Linked DNA regions of Sus scrofa: region 2 is linked to region 1. The links are chromatin contacts, called in public Hi-C maps. All regions are on one chromosome and are shown on one strand. Each heading gives the region's core, a stretch centred on a gene start, on an enhancer-like site or on the middle of the called end of the contact. The rest is flanking DNA. Distances are from core to core; before and after follow the strand shown.

Region 1 (4,453 bases), core at 544-3,043:
CCCGGCTCTCTGCGTTTTGCCTTTAACACTAACTGTACTGTTTTTTCTATTCACGTGTGTCTAGCTGCAGGATGTAACATGGAAAACAGTAGCTAAAGATTAAATTCAAAGGACTTTCAGAAGTTAAGATTAAGTTTTTACATTTAATCTGCTGTTTACCTAAACTTGTATGTATAATTTTTGGGTGGGTATGGGAAATTGCTTTGCTAAAAATAAGCTCCCAGGGTGTTTCAAACTTAGAGAAGACCAAGGGGACAGTATTTTTTATCAAAGGAATCCTATTTTTTCACACTACGTAAACTTGGTTGCTCTGATACCCCAGAGCCTGACTGGAGGCCTCCTGGCCCTGGCTCAGGGGCCAGGGCCCTGGTGCTGGGCTTGCTGTCCCACTGTTGCCAGGGGCTGAAAGCTAGAGGGGCCTCTCAGGCCATGGACATCCACACCCCCACCCCATGCATGCACGGCCCACCACCAAGGGGTCTTCATTTCCATGGAAAAGGGACTCCAAGAGGCAGTGGTGGCCGTAGCCTCCAACCTAGGTGCTCCAGGGTGGGCCAGCTGCTCATGGGGGTGCCTGGGGAGGTCGAAGGACTCGACCACATCAACCTGTTTTCTTTTACCCTTCTGTGTGGTCCCCCCCACCCCATCCTAAATGGAATATCATGATTTTTGAAACACTCAGTGGGGGACATTTTGGTGAAGATGCAATATTTTTATGTCATGTGATGCTCTTTCCTCACTTGACCTTGGCCACTTTGTCCCAATAGTCCACAGCCCCACCCTGACCACCCCACACCTCTTCTCTGGCGCTCTAGTCCCAGGCCTGAATGGCTGGGAAAGGTCTGGTGGCTAGGGAGGAATGCCAGCAATATAGTTCATAGTAAAAATCTGTGGGCTCTCAAAGCTAATTTTTTACTAAAGTTTTTATACAGCCTCAAATTGTTTTATTAAAAAAAAAGATTAAAAATGGTGATGCTTACAGCAGTTTGTACAAGCTCTTAGTGTTGATTCCATGGAACTGACGGCTTTGCTCTTTGCGATTCCACCCCCCACCCCCACTTCTTTCCTAATGGTTTAAACTTCGGAATTACACTGGGGCTTCTTTTGCCTTTTTTAGCAGAACATCCGTCCATCCATCTGCATCTCTGTCCCATGACTCAGGGGCACCCACTCTGCTTTGATTCTCCTCCTTTGGAAGAAACCATTTTGAGCATGACTTTTCTTGATGTCTGAATAGTTATTTTGGGTACCTTTTAGGGAGGAATGCCTTTTGCAATAATGTATCCCTTCCATAATCTGTAGGTGGGTGGGTGGACCCAGGCTCCCTTTGCACGCCAAGCAGCCACTTCTAAGCCATATTGACTGTTTTGCAGAAGATTTGAGTGTGCTGCCTCAGGAGGAGAGGGACGGTCAGAGTGGAGAGGTCTCTACCCTGCCCTTCTTTGGAGGGGGTTCCCCCTTGCTCCTCTCCCACAGGGCCTCTCTCCTGCCTGGATCTCCAGTAGGGGGAGCAGTGCCCTGGTGTGGGGAGCCTGTACAGGAGGGCTCGGGGGGGCTTGTGCCTCCAAGTCCTGATCCAAGCCAGAGTTTCCCTAATGCCCCAGAGTCAGGAGCACAAGCAGGGTCTGACCTGGTCAGATTGTGTTTGATGACCTCCTCAAAAGATAAACAATTCCCAGTGTTCCAGGTGAGGGCTTTGAAAGGCCTTCCAAATAGCTCCGTTGCCCTTAGCAACCCCAGCATTGGGCACTGCCACGCAGAGAAGTGGCTGGCCCAGAATGGCCTGTTACCATAGCAACAGGAGGCGATGGGGCAGTGAACAGAATAACAGCAACAATGCCCTTGCAGGCAGCCTCCTCCCCTGATCGCCCAGCTGGCAATGGTCATTGGACTCTGTGAGACAGAGAGCCAATCTCACATTCAAGTGTTCACCAACCACTGACGTGTTTTTATTTCCTTCTATATGATTTTAAGATGTGTTTTCTGCGTTCTGTATAGAAACATATCGAACTAAATAAAAGCAGTGTCTTTATTACAATGCCATTGCCTCCAAGCATCTATTACCCTGGCTCCTACACGACATGAGTATAGGGTGGGACTAGAGTCCATGGGACAGAGGGAAAGGGGACCCAGCTAGGCCCACTCAGGTGGCCTTTGAGCAGCTGACCAGATAGTCTTCACAGCCTCACCATTTCTGTGCTTCTGGGAGGAATGTATGTGTGCAGCAGAAGCTCTGTCAAACAATGAGCTCTCCTTAGCACGTCTTCTGCCTGAGCCAGCTGAGACAGATCTCCTTGAGCTTCAGTTTCCTCGTCTATGATGGGGGAGAGGGATGGGCAGAAAATCCAGTGAGACTGGGTGGGAGGGGAGGATGGTGGGAGAGGTCTTGCTGAAGGTTGTCTGCTCCAGAGTGGGTTGACTCCTGCAGTTCCCAGACAGGGGTCCTTCATCTGGGCCCCCTGCACATGACCTTGGGTTAAGGCTGGCCCTCTCCCAAGCAGTCTAAAGGCAGGTTTGGCCCTTGCCTTGGAGTGGGGAGAAGGGGAGAATGGTTTCTGGCCAGGCTATTCTGCCTTCTTTGGGCCTATAGATTCTGGGGGCCTGCCCCTAAGTACCCTGCCTGGGACAGAAAGACCAGCTGGGTAGGCTTAGCATGACTTAGTGCCCAGGAAGGGGCAGGTTGTCCTGGGACACTACCCAGGGTGCCGGAGGCAGGGGATGCAGCAGCTGTGTTTTCAGAGGCAGGATTGGGGCCATTGGTCACAGAACAACTGATGCCTCTAACGGGCCTCACTCCCACCCCCACAGAGTCTTCACCATCTCTACCTATAGCCCCCAGGCTGCTGCTCTGCCCACAATTTAAGACCCAGAGCTGAGAGATTGGTCCTGTACTGCAGATAAAACTGAATCCCAGAGTGGGGAGTTGAAGGTCAAACAATTACTTGTGGCATACAATACTGATAAATACCAGGAAAAGCTGTCCTCAGTACAGAGTTAAGGGACACATACCTCATACCTCACCCCCTAGACCTAGCAGCAGGAGCCTGGGATATGACCCTGCCCTTTGCTTTCTTGGCCTCAAGAAGTTGTTTAATACCTAATCTGAAGCCATGGGTTATGAGTGGATTCACTGTCCTGTACTCTAGTAAAGGGATTTCTGGTTTCAGCAGAGAATATATGGTCAGTAGAATAGGAAGAAGCCACAAGGGCCTCTGGCCTCTGCCCTGCCCTACTCTTCTTTGGGAATATCTGACATTTGGCCTGGCAGACCCCTGACCTGCAGCACTCCTGCCAGGTCTCTGTGACCTCTCCTTGTAGGAGGCAGATAGGGAATGTCTACTCAGATTTTTCAAGCTAGAGAGGGCAGTGTAGGAAAGGGGCAGAAACAATGGGACACAGTGGAGAAGGGGAGAGGGAGCTGTCAGACCCACAGAAATATGCATTCGCCTGTGCTTCTGACCCAGAACAAATTCCCATGAACCTTTTGGCCTGGCTTCCCCATCTGTGAAGTGGGGACAGCACTGGTCTCCAAGGGATTCTGAGGAACCCTAGGGACTACGGGATGGAATCAGGATAACAAGTCACCCCCAACACATCTGCCTGTAAAAGGGACAAGAGAAGCCAAGGAGGCTAGAGGATTCCTCTGTCTCTCCTGGTATAAAGGCATTGCCTTGGGCCAAGATCCTTGGGCCAGGACGATGGCCAGGGAATATTGGGGTGTCTAGGAGCTCCTGGCTAGCCTCATCCTGTAGAATTATCATCACTTTGGTGGGAACTGGAGGCTCCACATGACTTACTTGCCTCTACTTGTTCCCAATAGGCAGAAAACCTCCTAGAACAGGCCCTTCCCTAGCTCCTCTGGAGCATGGAAGTCCCCACCCAGACATCAGTCTTTTGAGGGTGAGTTTTATTACTATATCTGAAAAATATAAATCAGCTTATGCTTTTAAGTTAAAGCTTCCTGCTTTGCTTACCCTTCTTGATCACCATCTTGAGGCAAGGTGACTGAAGTCCAGAGGGGGCAAGGTTCCAGGTACTATGGCCAGTGAGTGGCAGGTTCAATTCTAAAGAGTGACCCCATCACTATAGGTTTTTTGAGGGTGCTGTAAAATTTTGTGCATATTGTAGATTAGTAAAGAATTATTTGAAGCCCTCAGTGGGAGATGGGGCTACCATTTCCCATAATGGGACCCGGGCAGACCCAGAGAAGATAGGGCAAGAGATTCAAAGTGAAGGTTCCCATCTTCTGGGGCTGGGGTGCTCCTGCACCTGAGGACAGCCTCTGGAGCCCTCACTAGCCCCATTGTCCTCAGCTTTAGTGGAGGAGACCCTAGTGTCTCAGCTGGAGTGAAGTTGGTCTGTTTGTGTCCCTGTGGAGGGCTCCATATGGCCATAAGGTGCCCTTGTGTAGTTTCTGGGCAGTATTGGGGCAGCACTCAACCTTGGCTTGGCA
Region 2 (4,453 bases), core at 1,464-3,963, 160 kb after region 1:
TGTAGAGGACTGGGACAAGGCAGCCAATGCAAGTGCCACTTCCTCTGCTGCCTAGACCCACCTCACCCACAGAACAGGAACCTTCACCCTTGAAGTCAAACTCAGGCTGGGTCCTATTTATGAGCTCCCCTTGCCCTGTCTCCCAAAGCTCGTACCCACCCACCCACCCCGCCCCGGCCCCCGCCCTCAACCTTCTTGTCTGTGTGTAACCTTGTTGGCAGGAGCCCAGCCTTGCCCTAATTGTGCCTGAGCTTGACTTTCAGTCAGGGCCACAATGAGCATTAAATTATTATTCCATACAGTTCTTGCTTGGCCCTTCTTGAGGGAGTGGGCTTTGTGGGGGATACCTAGTGAGAATCCTGCCAGGTGATGTCCATGGGAGAAGGCAGGTGTCCAATAGCTTCACCCTTGTCCAATCCTCCCCTGCCAAATGGCAGTGAGTCCAGGGCTTTCTGATGTGTTGAGCTAGTGTTCCCTCTGGTGGTGGGGAGAGGGGGTGCTCAGCCAGCCCCACAGCATCCCTTCACATGATGATTCGAGGCTCCGGAACCGACTCACCAATAGATTTGTGGGGCAGCACACTGGCCCCGTTAAGGTAGAGCTCATCATTAACTATGACGTCCTCGCCCAGCACTGTCACATTCTCCATGCGCACCTTGGGGGGAGGGGCCAGGCCTTGTCAGCAAGATGGGCATTCCCACCCCTTCCCATCTGGCCCAGCCCAGAGTCTTACCCATTGGCCCACTCGGCAGCGCCAGCCTACAATGCAGGACTCAAGCCAGGAGTGGGAGCGGATGTGGGCATCTCGCAGCACTGTGCACCGCCGGATACACACGCCATCCTCCACCACTACACCAGGACCCAGGCTCACATTGGGGCCAATGCTGCAGTTCTTGCCAATGCGGGCACTTGGGTCCTGAGGATAGTGGGGAAAATACAATTGAGCCATTTATCCCCTGAGATTGAGGAGGCTGATAATGGGCTGGGGAAGGGTCTCACCACTAGCACGTTGCCCACAATGCCAGGACCTGAGCACAGTTGCTCAGGTTGCTTCTGTCGCAATGATTGCAGGAAGAGGCACATGCCTGTGAGGAAATCCTTGGGCTGCCCAATGTCCATCCAGAAGCCTATAGGGAGAGAATGCATCAGGGAGCTCAGCCCAGCCACAGACCACCCCAACCCTGTGGCCTCTCTGCCTCACCCTGCAACTCCATGGCATAGAGCTGCCCCTCCTTGGCCATGACCGGGAAGATCTCCTTCTCAATGGACGTGGGCTGCAGCTGTGGGAGTGGGCAGCTCATGAGCAGGGTCATGGCAGTGGTGGCCTGCCCTACCCCGGCCCACCCAGCAGCAGGCTTCTACACACCTGGATGCGCTGCAGCACTGCAGGGCTCAGGATGTACATGCCTGCATTGATCTTGTTGGACACAAACACCTGTGGCTTCTCCACGAACCGGTGAATACGGCCTGTATCAGCCTCACACACCACCACACCATACTTAGAGGGCTCCTCCACTTTGGTCACCTGAGTGCAGGGGGACCTCAGACCTAGTCCAGGGCTCCTGAGTCTTGAGGTACATGGTGTCTTATATCTGGGATTGTGCCCCCAGATGCATAAAGGCACATACTGCATGGTTCTGCACCCAAAACATTGGGGCAATTCAAAGCTGGGAGGTGAGAGAGGCTGGGGTGGGGTGGGTTATCGGAGAAGAAAGACCTGTTTCCTTACCAGAATGGAGCCCTCTTGGCCATGGTGGCGGTGGAACTGCACCATGGCTTGGAAGGGAAAATCGCAGATCACATCACTGTTCAGAACAAAAAAAGGCTCCGCAGTCTCAGAGAGCAGGTCACGGGCCAGTGCCAGGGGTCCAGCTGGGGAAGAGCAAGAGGTCACCATCATCTTCCAGGTCTGAGCCTCTGGACCCAGGCTCAGCAAGCCCCATGCAGACAGAGTCTTGCCCCTCTCCTGGCCCTAAACCCTCCCCAAGGAACCTTCTTGTCTCTACTGACCTGTTCCCAAAGGCTCCTCTTCATGGGACATGGAGATTCGGATTCCTAGCTGGAAGGAAGAAGGCCCCGTTAGGTTTCTCCTACTAGGGTGGGAAGCTGAGCGGGGACCAAGGGAAAAAGCCAAGAATCCGTGCCTCACCCTTTGCTCCTGTGCTTTCATTTCCTTCTCCAACATCTGAGACATATAGCTCACGGCCAGAATCACGTGATCCACGCCTGCCTGTGGGAATGAACAGTGCCGGCCTTCAGGCGGGCTCAGCCGAAGGCACAGGGATCCCTGCCCTCCTGTCGCTGGCCGTCCCTCACCCTGCCAAATCCCACCAAGACCCCGTCCCTGGGCCTTACCGAGGCCAGCGCCTCCACTTGATGCAGCAAAATGGGCTTATTGCAGAAATCCACCAGCGGCTTCGGTATGCTTAGCGTCAGCGGCCGCAGGCGCGTCCCGTAGCCACCCACCAGGATCAGTGCCTTCATTGCGCCTGCTGGAGGCCAGAGTGAGTCCCGGGCTCCGAGGTGTCCGCGGCCCGCCCAGCCGACCCCTATGACACCCTCCCGCTCCCTTCACGCTCCAGACTGACCAACTCTTGTTCTGCCTTGTCCGCCCAGTCCGCGTCGACGCTAAGTCCAAGTCAGCGGCAAGCTAGTACGCGACGCCGAAGCGAGAGCAGCGAGCTGCCAACTCTGGCTGGCGTCCGCCAGTGTATGACGGGAGCCCGGGCGGGCCAATCAGCTGCGGCATACGTGGCACGGCCATCGGCGTCGGGTCGCCGCGACGCGGTATTCCGGCAGACTCAGCCAATGAGAGCGGAGCGCGCCTGGCTGCCATGGCGACCGGGACCGGATCCGCGGGTCGGCTTGCCATTGGCGGATCCAAAGGCGGAGCTCGCGCCGCAGGCGAGGCTTCCGTCCTCTCGGGCCCAGGTCAGCCGCACCCCAGCCGCTTCCGGCCCCGCCCTGCCGGAGGAACTGGGGCGGGGCCGAGGGCGCGAGGAGGCCGGGCTGGGCTAGGCCAGTCCACCCCGAGTTTCTGGGTTTGTTTTTTTTTCAAAGACACGGACACGCCTCAGTTTCTAGCGGCTTTATTTTGACATACACGACCTCAGACACAAGCGGGGCGGGCAGCGCTAGGTGTACGGAAAGGGGCAGGTTCGGCCCAAGGCTCGAGCACCCCCTCTCCCGCGCTCAAGGTCCCAAGAAAAAGCAACCGCGCCCGGACACGGCCGGAGCCAAGTGTAGTATCCGGGTGCAGGGCTCGGGCAGCGTGGACAGGCTTAGGCAGCTTCCAGCAAAGTGGAGCAGAGAGTGGTCCTCGAGGCCAGGCCTTACAGTTCCCGGAGAAGCAAAGGAACCAGGACCTTCCCAGGATTCTCCCAAATTTTTTCCACTAAAACATTAAATCTGCACAAAGACCAAATTGAACAGCTCTAAAGTTCAAAGCATTCTGCATCTAGGAGTGTGCACATGGCCAGCCGTGAGCAAGTGAGCAGCAGCTACATAACTAGCTCAGGCCTTTGGCCCCTTAGGAGAAACCCCACGCCCACTGCACAGGACCGGACATGAGAGGGGTGGGGTCCCCAGCATGTTGCTACACTGGTCCCCTTTCTTTTAAGCACCGCCCATCCCACCCCGCTAGGGGGCTGGTGTCGACTTGGCCCAGGGAAGCACTACACAGAGGGGTCGCTTGAGCGCCCCAACCAGTGATCCCGTCTTGCACTTTGGTCCCAAGTTGGGGCTGGGGAAACAGGGCCTGGCAGGGACAGGGCTCTCTGGCATGGAGCAGGGCAAAATAGTGGCAAACAGCATGTGCAGATGCGCATGCCCACCACTCAACAGATAACAAGGCTGGGTCTCCCAAGTGTTTAAAAGTGCTGAAAGAAGGAGGGACCCTGCCCTGCGGGAGAAGCAGCAGATCCCAGCCCTGCTCTTCTCAATGCCAGGAAAACGCTGACTATAAGTGGGTACAGCCTCTCGTGATGAAGAGCAGAATGGGGGCAGCATCTGCTCCCAAAATATAGGAACTCAGGAGGTACAGCACATCCCCAGGCTGGAGAGGTTCCAACAAGGGGGTCCCAGCTGGCCCCCAAACCTTTGTCTTGGCCTCTGCCCTGCCAAGAAATGACTATCCACACTAATGAAGAGCTACTGCCCCTATGGCTGAAGCCACAAAATAGTACAAGAGAAAAGACGGTCATTACTAATCAGAAACAGGCAAGCTGCCCCCTCCTAGCCCCAAGAAATGGGAACCTGCCCACCAATGGCACCAGAATCAGAAGGCCGAGAGAGATGGGATCCCATCTAGGAGCCCATTTAAGATGAGTGAGGCTGCATATCTATGGACCATGAAATTAGTCCATTACTTACCAAAGCTTCTTACAGACACAGGCTGGCAGGCTTACCTCTAATGCCCAAATAGGGACATGCCACAAGTGACAATGACAGTGGC

What was found. A called contact is a pair of places that touch in the nucleus more often than the background predicts.
Region 2: a Hi-C map of liver shows a contact between it and region 1, with 12 times the contacts expected there. The contact joins the promoter of GMPPB here to the enhancer-like site in region 1. A contact is called at or near these places in 2 of 5 promoter capture datasets (fetal liver and liver), 1 of 47 Hi-C or Micro-C datasets (liver) and 2 of 2 datasets of contacts at active chromatin or transcription factors (alveolar macrophages and skeletal muscle).

The regions. Positions count from the first base shown.
Region 1 is chr13:32,090,413-32,094,865 of Sscrofa11.1, forward strand. It overlaps DAG1 (dystroglycan), which reads left to right. Exons shown (of 3, transcript XM_021068744.1): 3 at 1-2,038. Among named protein-coding and RNA genes, the nearest start is that of BSN, 14 kb to the right of the region's middle. Within about 2 kb of position 1,794, at least 21 of the 83 cell types and tissues checked have an H3K27ac peak or open chromatin away from gene starts, as enhancers often do. A contact at or near this core is called in fetal liver and liver, where this site is marked.
Region 2 is chr13:32,250,442-32,254,894 of Sscrofa11.1, forward strand. GMPPB (GDP-mannose pyrophosphorylase B) reads right to left here and starts at 2,714. Exons shown (of 10, transcript NM_001244541.1): 1 at 2,589-2,714; 2 at 2,356-2,492; 3 at 2,150-2,230; 4 at 2,011-2,059; 5 at 1,730-1,872; 6 at 1,367-1,525; 7 at 1,202-1,280; 8 at 1,000-1,127; 9 at 734-916; 10 at 271-655. The coding sequence starts at 2,484. The coding sequence ends at 524. IP6K1 (inositol hexakisphosphate kinase 1) reads right to left here. Exons shown (of 5, transcript XM_021068778.1): 5 at 3,074-4,453. RNF123 (E3 ubiquitin-protein ligase RNF123) reads left to right here. Exons shown (of 39, transcript XM_021068771.1): 39 at 1-301. The coding sequence ends at 55.